Linked DNA regions of Ovis aries: region 1 is linked to region 2. The links are chromatin contacts, called in public Hi-C maps. All regions are on one chromosome and are shown on one strand. The core of a region is the stretch at or near the end of the contact, and the rest is flanking DNA. Distances in the headings are between cores, read along the strand shown.

The links. Hi-C and Micro-C count contacts between places; a contact is called where the count stands out from the background.
Region 1: a contact with region 2 is called in a Hi-C map of hypothalamus, with 4 times the contacts expected there. The contact joins the enhancer-like site here to the promoter of SRPK1 in region 2. A contact is called at or near these places in 6 of 16 Hi-C or Micro-C datasets (blood, hypothalamus, liver and 3 more).

What each region holds. Positions count from the first base shown.
Region 1 is chr20:10,150,467-10,154,580 of ARS-UI_Ramb_v3.0, reverse strand. It overlaps MAPK14 (mitogen-activated protein kinase 14), which reads right to left. Exons shown (of 12, transcript NM_001142894.1): 9 at 1,040-1,119. Among named protein-coding and RNA genes, the nearest start is that of MAPK13, 29 kb to the left of the region's middle. Within about 2 kb of position 1,745, at least 39 of the 54 cell types and tissues checked have an H3K27ac peak or open chromatin away from gene starts, as enhancers often do. A contact at or near this core is called in hypothalamus and liver, where this site is marked.
Region 2 is chr20:9,991,875-9,996,457 of ARS-UI_Ramb_v3.0, reverse strand. SRPK1 (SRSF protein kinase 1) reads left to right here and starts at 2,240. Exons shown (of 17, transcript XM_015102678.4): 1 at 2,240-2,314; 2 at 2,316-2,339; 3 at 2,341-2,885. The coding sequence starts at 2,282.

The DNA.
Region 1 (4,114 bases), core at 496-2,995, 160 kb before region 2:
CTTGGGCAAGTCCCAGTCTTCCTGTGCTTCTGCTTCCTCATCTTAAATAAGTAAATGAAACCAATGAAAAGCCTGCCTCTGGCTACCCAGCAGTCTTTCCAACAGGGCAAAGGAATCCTTCAGTCGGAAACACTGGGAGGAGAATCCAGAAGGCACAGCTGGAGCTTGGCTTCACAGCTCTTTTTCCCTTTTATCCAACTGCCTGGCAGCAGACAGATGGGAAAAGGGAGAAAGACTGGGCTTTCCTAGTTTCTCTCATGCCTGTGGCCCAAGGAAATGACCAAGTAAGCCCAAGTAAGCCAGAGTCACATTCCCATGGCTTCCCTCTAAATGCCTGCTTAGAAGCAGGAAGGCATTAGCTCCAAAGCTTTTTCTCAGGGTACTCAAACTTGTAATTACACAGGCAGGCTGTGGGAGAAGGATTCACAACCCTTATCCTGTGGATCCGAGGCGTCAGCAGTGGGGATGTTACCTCTGACGGTCTGGAGACTGGGTAGATGCCGACCCCTGTGGAGAACAGACACCTTACCCAGGATGTGCAAGTTGTCTTATTCTAAAGCAATAAAAAGCAAGTAACTCCTGGGAAAGGGGAAGAGAGTGCAGGCAACGCACTTTCCATCCTTTCAGTGAGAAAGCTAGACTGATAGACGGTAAAGCTCATGCTTTGAGGATAAATACTAACCAAAAAAGTGAAAGGAGCCCTTGAGTGAAACTTTGAGAAAGATGATGTCAGGGCTGGAGAATGGAGACAACACATTTTCCATCTCCTGGAATGAATCAGAATCTCAAATCTCACTTACTGCGATACTACTGCCCAACACAAGCTCCCATGCTCCAGTACTATACCCAGAGAGAAAACAAAACACACTCATGCATGTGAGCAGGCAGGTACACGTACACACACACACCTCATCCTGGAGTCAGCACACAAAGGGCACATGTGCTTACAAACATACCCAGGTCAAAGTACAGATTGACAGAAGGGAAGTGGCAGAGGCTCCCAACAGGGCAGATAATTACAATCAAGGCAGCAACTCACAGACTCTGAGGAGATTTTCTTCAAAAGCTCAGCCCCTGGGGTTCCAACGAGTCTTAAAATGAGCTTCAACTGATCAATATCTAATGGTGGACTATAAAGGAAAATGTTGGGACAAAATAAAAATGAAAAACAAACAAAACAAACAAACAAAACACCCCAATAACAAAAACTTAAAACCCCAAACCAAGCCAAAATGGTGAATTGATCTAGGTCAAGGTTTCGGCAGGACGGTCACTTCAAGTAGAACATGCTCCTCCTGTACAAATTTTCAAAAGCTACCACACACATACCCGACTTATATTTATTTTGTGCATCTGTCAACATCCCCTGTCAGTAGAGTTAAGCAGCTGTAGCTGGGTACTTAGCTGCCAAAGACAGCAGGTGAAAACATATAAGCAGCACTCAGTCCATACGCTCAGCCCACACCTACCTCCTTCCCTTCCACCAAAGCACCAGGAGCCAGTCAAGCAAAGAACACCAGTCAGCAGAGGGCCACAGAGAAGAAAGCAGCAGAGAGCACAGGAGTTAGGGATATACACAAGCCTACCTGTGAATATTCCTCTAAGGCTTGACCTAAGGAGCCTGTAATATGGCAGGGACCTGCAAAGATCCAGGGCCTAACCAGTTGAGACGTCCTCCCGAGACCCTCCCTGGCTGCGGCAGGCAGAGGACTGTGAGCGACAGTGGCCAGCAGAGGGCCCCACCACCCCACTGCAGCACACATCCTTCAGGAGTGCGGCAGTAACACAGGGCACAGGAGGCTTCGACCTTACAGAAATGTACTGACAGACCTCACACACCCCCCGAGCTCTACATAACAGGCCACAACACCCAAACCTTTACTGTGCAGCCAACTCTTCTATGCATACTCACCATGTATGTGCATATACTGACCAGAAGTCAGAAACTTTCCACTTACTCTGACTGCTTTTAGCCTTGCCTATAAAGCTAAAAAGGAAAAAAAAAATCTTATAACTCTCAGTATTTTTTTTTAATGAAACTTTAAATGTTATCCATGCCATGTCTACACTGACATTCAGAGGGAAAAGGAAGAGAGGATGACTATCTCCTGACTCTTGCCATAAAAAAAACCTGTCAGGTTTTGCAGGATTAGCTCGTTCTCAACTTCGGGCCTCAGCTTAACCTTCACTTCCTCAGAGAAGCGTCCCCTACGCTACAGAAGAGGCACTGCCTTCCTGGTCACCCTCCCTCTCAGCACAATGCGTGAGCTCCTCACATCTGTAGCTGCTTCGTCTGCTATTGGCTGTCACCTCCACTGATCTGAGAGGGGGGCTACTCTGCCTGCTCACCACTCGTCCCCAGTGCTCAGACTACCATCTGCTACATGCTCAGCACTCAAAGTATTCGAGAAGGTACAGCAAGATGGAGAGGAGGAGAATGGAAGAGAAGACTTGTTTACGATTAGACGTAAGAAGGCAGTGCAGTGCAAAAGATAATGGCCACTGTGAGCCATAGCTGCTGGAGTTACAGGAACTGGTTACGCAATAGTAACTTGCCCTATTCTTTTTCCCCCTCCAGATATGAAACTGGCTTAAATACAAGAAGATTCTAGACAAGAGTCAGCAAATCAAGCTGCACTGGAACACAACCAGGCCATTCGGCTGCTTTCACCTTATGTGGCAAAGCTGTATGGTTCCCAAAGCCTGAAATATTTACTAGGTGGCCCTTTAAGTACAGAATCCTATCCCAGACCCAAACAATTTATGTTCTATAAGAAAATAAATTAACAGCAAGTCCACTCTCAGAAGGGCTTCTGTGGTGGCTCAGATGATAAAGAATCTGCCTGCAATGCAGGAGACACAGGTTTGATCCCTGGGTTGGGAAGATCCCCTGGAGGAGGGAACGGCCACCCACTCCAGTATTCTTGCCTGGAGAATTCCACGGACAGGGGAGCCCACTCACAGAAGTTACTTCTGAATTAGAACAGTAGAGAATAACATTATAAAACAACTATAATCCAATATAAAATAAAAATTAAATTAGAAAAAATAGGAGAGAATTTTGTTCTTTGTAGAGGGCAAAAATGAATGTGTTCTGGAGGCTAAAATTTCAATACTGAGGGAAAAAACTGAACTACTTTAGAGAGTCAAGTTTTATGCCCCCACTGAGGAAGACTCTGGGCTGTGGGTTTCTCAAGAATCTTACCTTCACCCCAATATACCTGAAAAGTAAGCCACTCCTACTGGTCACAGTGGTCATGAGAGCAATGATTTGGGGGACCCCAGGTCCTTTTCCACCTCAGCCAGTAAGAAACAATCTCAGGGCTGAAGAATAAAGTAAAGCCCTGAATCCTCAACTTCAAGTTCACAGACTTTGCTGATTTGGCATCAAGAGTTTTTCCTGACTCTCCCCTCAAACTATTATTCCTTCATGCACTCAATGTTTCAACTCACACTAAATATTCCAGGCACTTTTAAGCTTCCACCTTCTTATTTATGCAAGTCATAAACAGCAATACCCTCCATTCTCCCCTCCTAGCATACCTTTTCTCTCCTTATTTACTTTTCAAAGTCCTGCTCAAACAAGAACTCTGCCATGAAGTCTTCCTGCGTATCTTGAACTTGAATTAATCTCTGCTTCTTCTCCCTAACTTATTTACACTCTATTACAGTATCTGTTCACTCTGTCTTGTTTTATAAGTAGAGAACAGACCTTCATTCAAATGACTCCTGTAACTCACGTTCTGCTAAGTATGATCATTCTGGTTTGGAGGACAGGTACCATCTTATCTTTAGCACCTTCCACTGAATAGCTCAATAAATATTAACTTGAAAGGTCTTCCTGTAATAGACTTTTCAAAGCAACTCCACCCCTCTGTCTTGCCCTCAAAAATCTAGAATAACTATATTCTAATGGGAAGTCTATATACAAAAAAGTCAAGAAAAGTTGCTTCACTTCATATGCAAATGGTCATCTGAAACGTTTACACTCTAAAGAGTATACAGTGCGATGAGAGCATAAGGGGTACAGATAAAGAGAGTGGGTACAGCATGACAGTCGATACTTAGGAGATTAGTAAACACACAGTGCAAAATGAAAACCTACTTAGTAGCT
Region 2 (4,583 bases), core at 991-3,490:
GAACTCAGTCCAATAAACCTGACATTGACTCTGGAAAAATTCTCAAATGAGTTATTAAACAGAGGACTGATAAGCTCTTAAGAGAGAGAAGAAACAGTCACCCAGGGTCAGAATAGGTGTGACTGATTCATCCCAAGCTACACATTCCTTTTTGATAGATCTATACTAACCTATTTGGGTTTTAGCACAGCTCTCCAATTGTCCCTCTCAGTGGTTTCTCTCCCTCATCCAGACCTTTCTCATAAATTGCACGTCATTTGTTTTTTTGGCCACGCCCTGTGGCATCTGGGATTTTTAGTTCTCTGACCTGGGATCGAACCTGGGACTTTGGCAGTGAGAGCTTGGCGTCTTATCCGCTGGACAACCAGGGAATTCCCACATCATTTCTTCTTTGATTAGACAAATATCTGAGCACCTAGTAAGTGTCAGACACCCTAATAAGTGCTTGTTAGGATACACCAAGGAAAACCCAAGGAGCACTCCAACTCCCATAGAGTTTACTTTCTGTGGGAAGTACTTTCCCCATTCTGGGACTTTTCCTGAGCCACCAGCACTCTCCTGTCTTTTCTAAATCCTGAGCAGGCAGAATCCTCAGACTCCAGGGTTTCAATGTCTGCCCCAAATCTCCTTTTGTTTTCAAGGATAGAACTCAGAGGAAACTGGGTTGTAGTTTTCCTTGGACAACAGGTGCTGTCCTCTTTTGCAATCTGCCTAGAAATGCTATCATTCAGGTTCCCTGCAACAGATATTAATTATCTAAATTTCAAATTTGGCAAACCTACATTTCCAGCCTCACATTCTACTTCATCTCTTCAGTCATTACCAGCCTCGGTCCCCGCCTGTGGGTGTCCAAGCCTGCGTCTTTTTGCTCAATTGTTTTTCTCATTCAGCAATGTGTGACATCTCCTCCACCTCTGGAAATCCTACACATTTCCCAAGACCCAGCACAAATGCTGTCTCCTCCCTGGCTGGACTTAACGACCTACTTTGCTCAATAAAATCCTGCCCAAGCCCCCATGCTTGACCTGTGCAGCATTATTGTACTTTCATCTTCCCCTCTCGGTTAATTAATTACTTCTCGGTCTTCCCCACTAGAGTAACTTCTAGAAAAGCAAGGATCTGCAGGCTTCCACCTGTCCTGCTGTAGTACTTTACAAAGGGGTTGGCAAACTAAGGCCCGAACCAAGAATGGTTGAAATCATGGGAAAAGATCAACAGGAAAATATCATTTCATGATACCGGAAAATTACATGAAATTCAAGTTTCAGGGACTGTAAATAAGGCTTGGTTTGAGCACTGAGAAGCTTTTGAGCTCTAGTGGCTGAGCTGAATAGTTAACAGATCTTATGATCCCCAAGCCTTTAAGTTTACTACATGGCCCTTTACAGAAACACTTTTCTAACCCTGCTATACAAGTTATTTGATGACTGATCACTGTGTCAGGACACCAAGGTCCTGAGTACATATCCCCTCCGAGTTAGCTTATTTGTGTAGTGGAACTAATAACTATCTTGCCTTTAAGCTGTCATGAACATCAAATGAGACCGTGCACTTAGAAAAGTGTAAAACTATTCTATAAAGACAACTGCGTGTATCTGTACTGAAAAGTTGATAAAGTGGTAAAATAAGAAAATACTAAGTTTTATTCTCCCGCTTCTTTCCTTTAACAGTCTTCATTTGACTTTGTATGAGAAAACTCACTTTTAAAGTCTTTGCTTTTCAAGTAACGATAAAGTCACAGGTTCCTTCTTTCCAGTCCTTGTATTGCTCCTACTCCTTTTTCTTTCTTGTAATTTCTCCCTCACTTTTCCTCAAAGTTTCTCAACTGTCCCTCACAACAGCGCAGTGGAGGGACTGGGATACACCTGATTACTCCCTTTTACAGACCAGGAAACCAAGGCAGGTTACAGTCGGCTACGGAGCTCTGACTCAGCACGCACGGAACCCTCTATGCCACCCTGTTCGCCATTCCTCAGGGGACGACCGCCCGGCGAACAGAATAAAGCTCGCACTGTGAGGCTTCCAAGGCTCGCTTCTCAAACACCCCGCGCGCGCTCACCCTCGGCGTTCTTCCCCTCCCCTCCTCTCCGGTTCCTCACGCCCTCCCCTCCTCGCGAGCAGGTGGTAGGCTCCGCGCTCAGCGCGCAGGCGCGCGCCGTCGTGGGCGGGGCGGGGCGGGCGCCGGGGGGCGGGGCGTTCGCGGGCTGGGTTTGGGGCCGCGGCGGGAGCGGGAGTCACCGCCACTCGAGTGCGCAGGCGCCTGGCGGTTACCGGTCTCGCCATGGAGCGGAAAGGTGAGCGGTGGAGCGGCCTCCCGCCACGAGGGGCAACGGCCGCCGGGGGCGAGGCCCGGGTCACCGCCGGGAGCTTCGCCTAACCGTCGCCGTCCGGTCCCCGGGCGTGCGGCACCTCTCCACTGAGGTGGCGCCGCCCCTCACCCCCAGCTTCTGGGCTGCGGGTCCGCGCCCCTCAGCTCGGGCGTCCTTCCGCGCCGGCAGTCATCGCCCCTTGTTCCCCGCCAGGCCGGCCCGCGGCTTGGGGCCGCTCCAGGGCCCGGCCTTCGCCCGGCGAGGCCGACCACTGCTCGCCAGCTCCCTGACCCGGCCCGAGCCCCCTCCGGCGCGCCCCGCCTGGGCGCTGCTTTGCGCCCCGTGGGCCGCCAGCCCCCCGAGCGGCCGCCCAGCAAACGCCGCGGCCCTCGGCCTGGAGCCGCCCCTCAGGCAGGCCCGGCGCCCGGGCCTCGCACCCCTGCTGGGTCTCCACCCTCACCTTGGTCGCCTCCTTTTCTCCCCATTCGCCCTTCATCCATCCCTCTCTCCTGCAGTGCTTGCGCTCCAGGCCCGAAAGAAAAGGACCAAGGCCAAGAAGGACAAAGCCCAGAGGAAGTGAGTTTCGCACCCCAACATCCCGTTCTCTGGGTCTATCCCTGCACTTCCTCTCCTCCGGTTTCACGCCTGGAACGTTCACGGGGTCTGGGGCACCCGGGCGGCCCCGGCCACATGGCCTCGGGGCGGCCGTGGAGGGTTGCGCCCCTGGAACCATGTGGGAGGGAGCTCCGGTTGCTGAAGGTCTGGTTCTGAGCAGCCCGGCGCCTGCTGGAAAAGGGCTATTGGTGGAGGACCGGAGCAGCCCGGACCATTACCTTCCCTACTACTGGATGAGGCACCGGCTCCCCGAGTTTGGGCCTTCGCACTGAGCTGTTGGATCATGATCAGTTTGTGAACTGTTCTCTTTCCATACCTGCTTCTCAGCGTCTTAACTTACCTCCTACGTGTGCAGGGTAGGCAGCCAGGAATTCTTGAATGAATTTTCCATCTTTCGGTCTGCCAGCCTACACGCTCCCTTTTTTAGAGGAGGGCAGGAGCTTCCCCCCGGGTTAGGCAACTTCCTGAGTCTGCAGGCGTCTCGCCTTCCTCGCGGTGTGCAGGCAGCCCCCTGGTCTGCAGCCGGTTTCGGTTGCTGCTTGTCTTGCTCTGAATGCAGAGGCCTTCTGGAGTGGGCATCGCAGCAGTGGCGGGGAAGTTGTTTAGCCAGCGCCGTTACGGATTCTGGCATGGTTTGTTCAGTGCCACAGGCCCGTTTTTATCAGCAGGATGCATAATCGTGGTTTAGCGCTATTGTGGGAAACACAAAAGTTGGTCAGAGCTTCATAAAAACGCCCAGTAGAGGGCTTTGCAAGTGAGTCTTAGTCTGAAGAACTTTTATCTTATACTCACGTTTAATTGCACAGGGCCTTGGGAAAAAAATACGTTATTTTCTGGACACTTTTCCATGTACTTGGGTCTACCTGGAGTTGTTAGACCATCTGTGTCTTTCTGAGCTGATGAAATTCATTTCCGAGGCTTCCCTAGGTTTCCTTTCTGAGTGATAATACAAGATCCGGGTATGTGTGCGTGTGTGTACGTATGTGTATTGTTTTTGGCGGCTACCTAATGTTTCAGGAGAACAAATAATGACTTCTATCAATAGAGCTAAAGAAGACGAACTCAACTCTTAACTTCTTGACAAACTCAAGAAGTTAAGGAACTCTTGGCTTCGTTTCCGTCAACTGTTTCATGAAATTTTTTATTTTGTGAAGTGCCTGGTAACCAGTGTATTTAAATTGTATGTATTTGATTTGCCTCTTGATTATCCATATATGGATGATTCAAAAACCAGTTTTTACTCAGATAGGTTTAATAGAAGCAACAAGGAGCTAACCTGGTTCTCCTGTGCAGTGGGAATTTAAATGTTTCTGTGTGTGTTCTCTGTGGTTCTCCTGTATGTGTGTGTGTGTGTTTTGTTACTCTCTCTGGAGCTGATATGAAAGTGTTATAAACCAATATGTTTTCTGCTCTTGTAAGGAGGTGGTGATTTTACTACTCACTGTATTATTTAGAATTCTTCTGTCTTTGTTCTCTCCATAAGGAAATTAATATTAGCCTGAATCAACCTATAATTTGGGAGGTAAATATAGTAGGGGTGATCATATATACTTTATTTTTAACCAGATATTCATTACTTTGGATTATCTATTTAGACCATATGTTTTATTCGTAAAGCTGAGTATATGTATTTTGGGTCATCTGTTACTCCTCCATTCA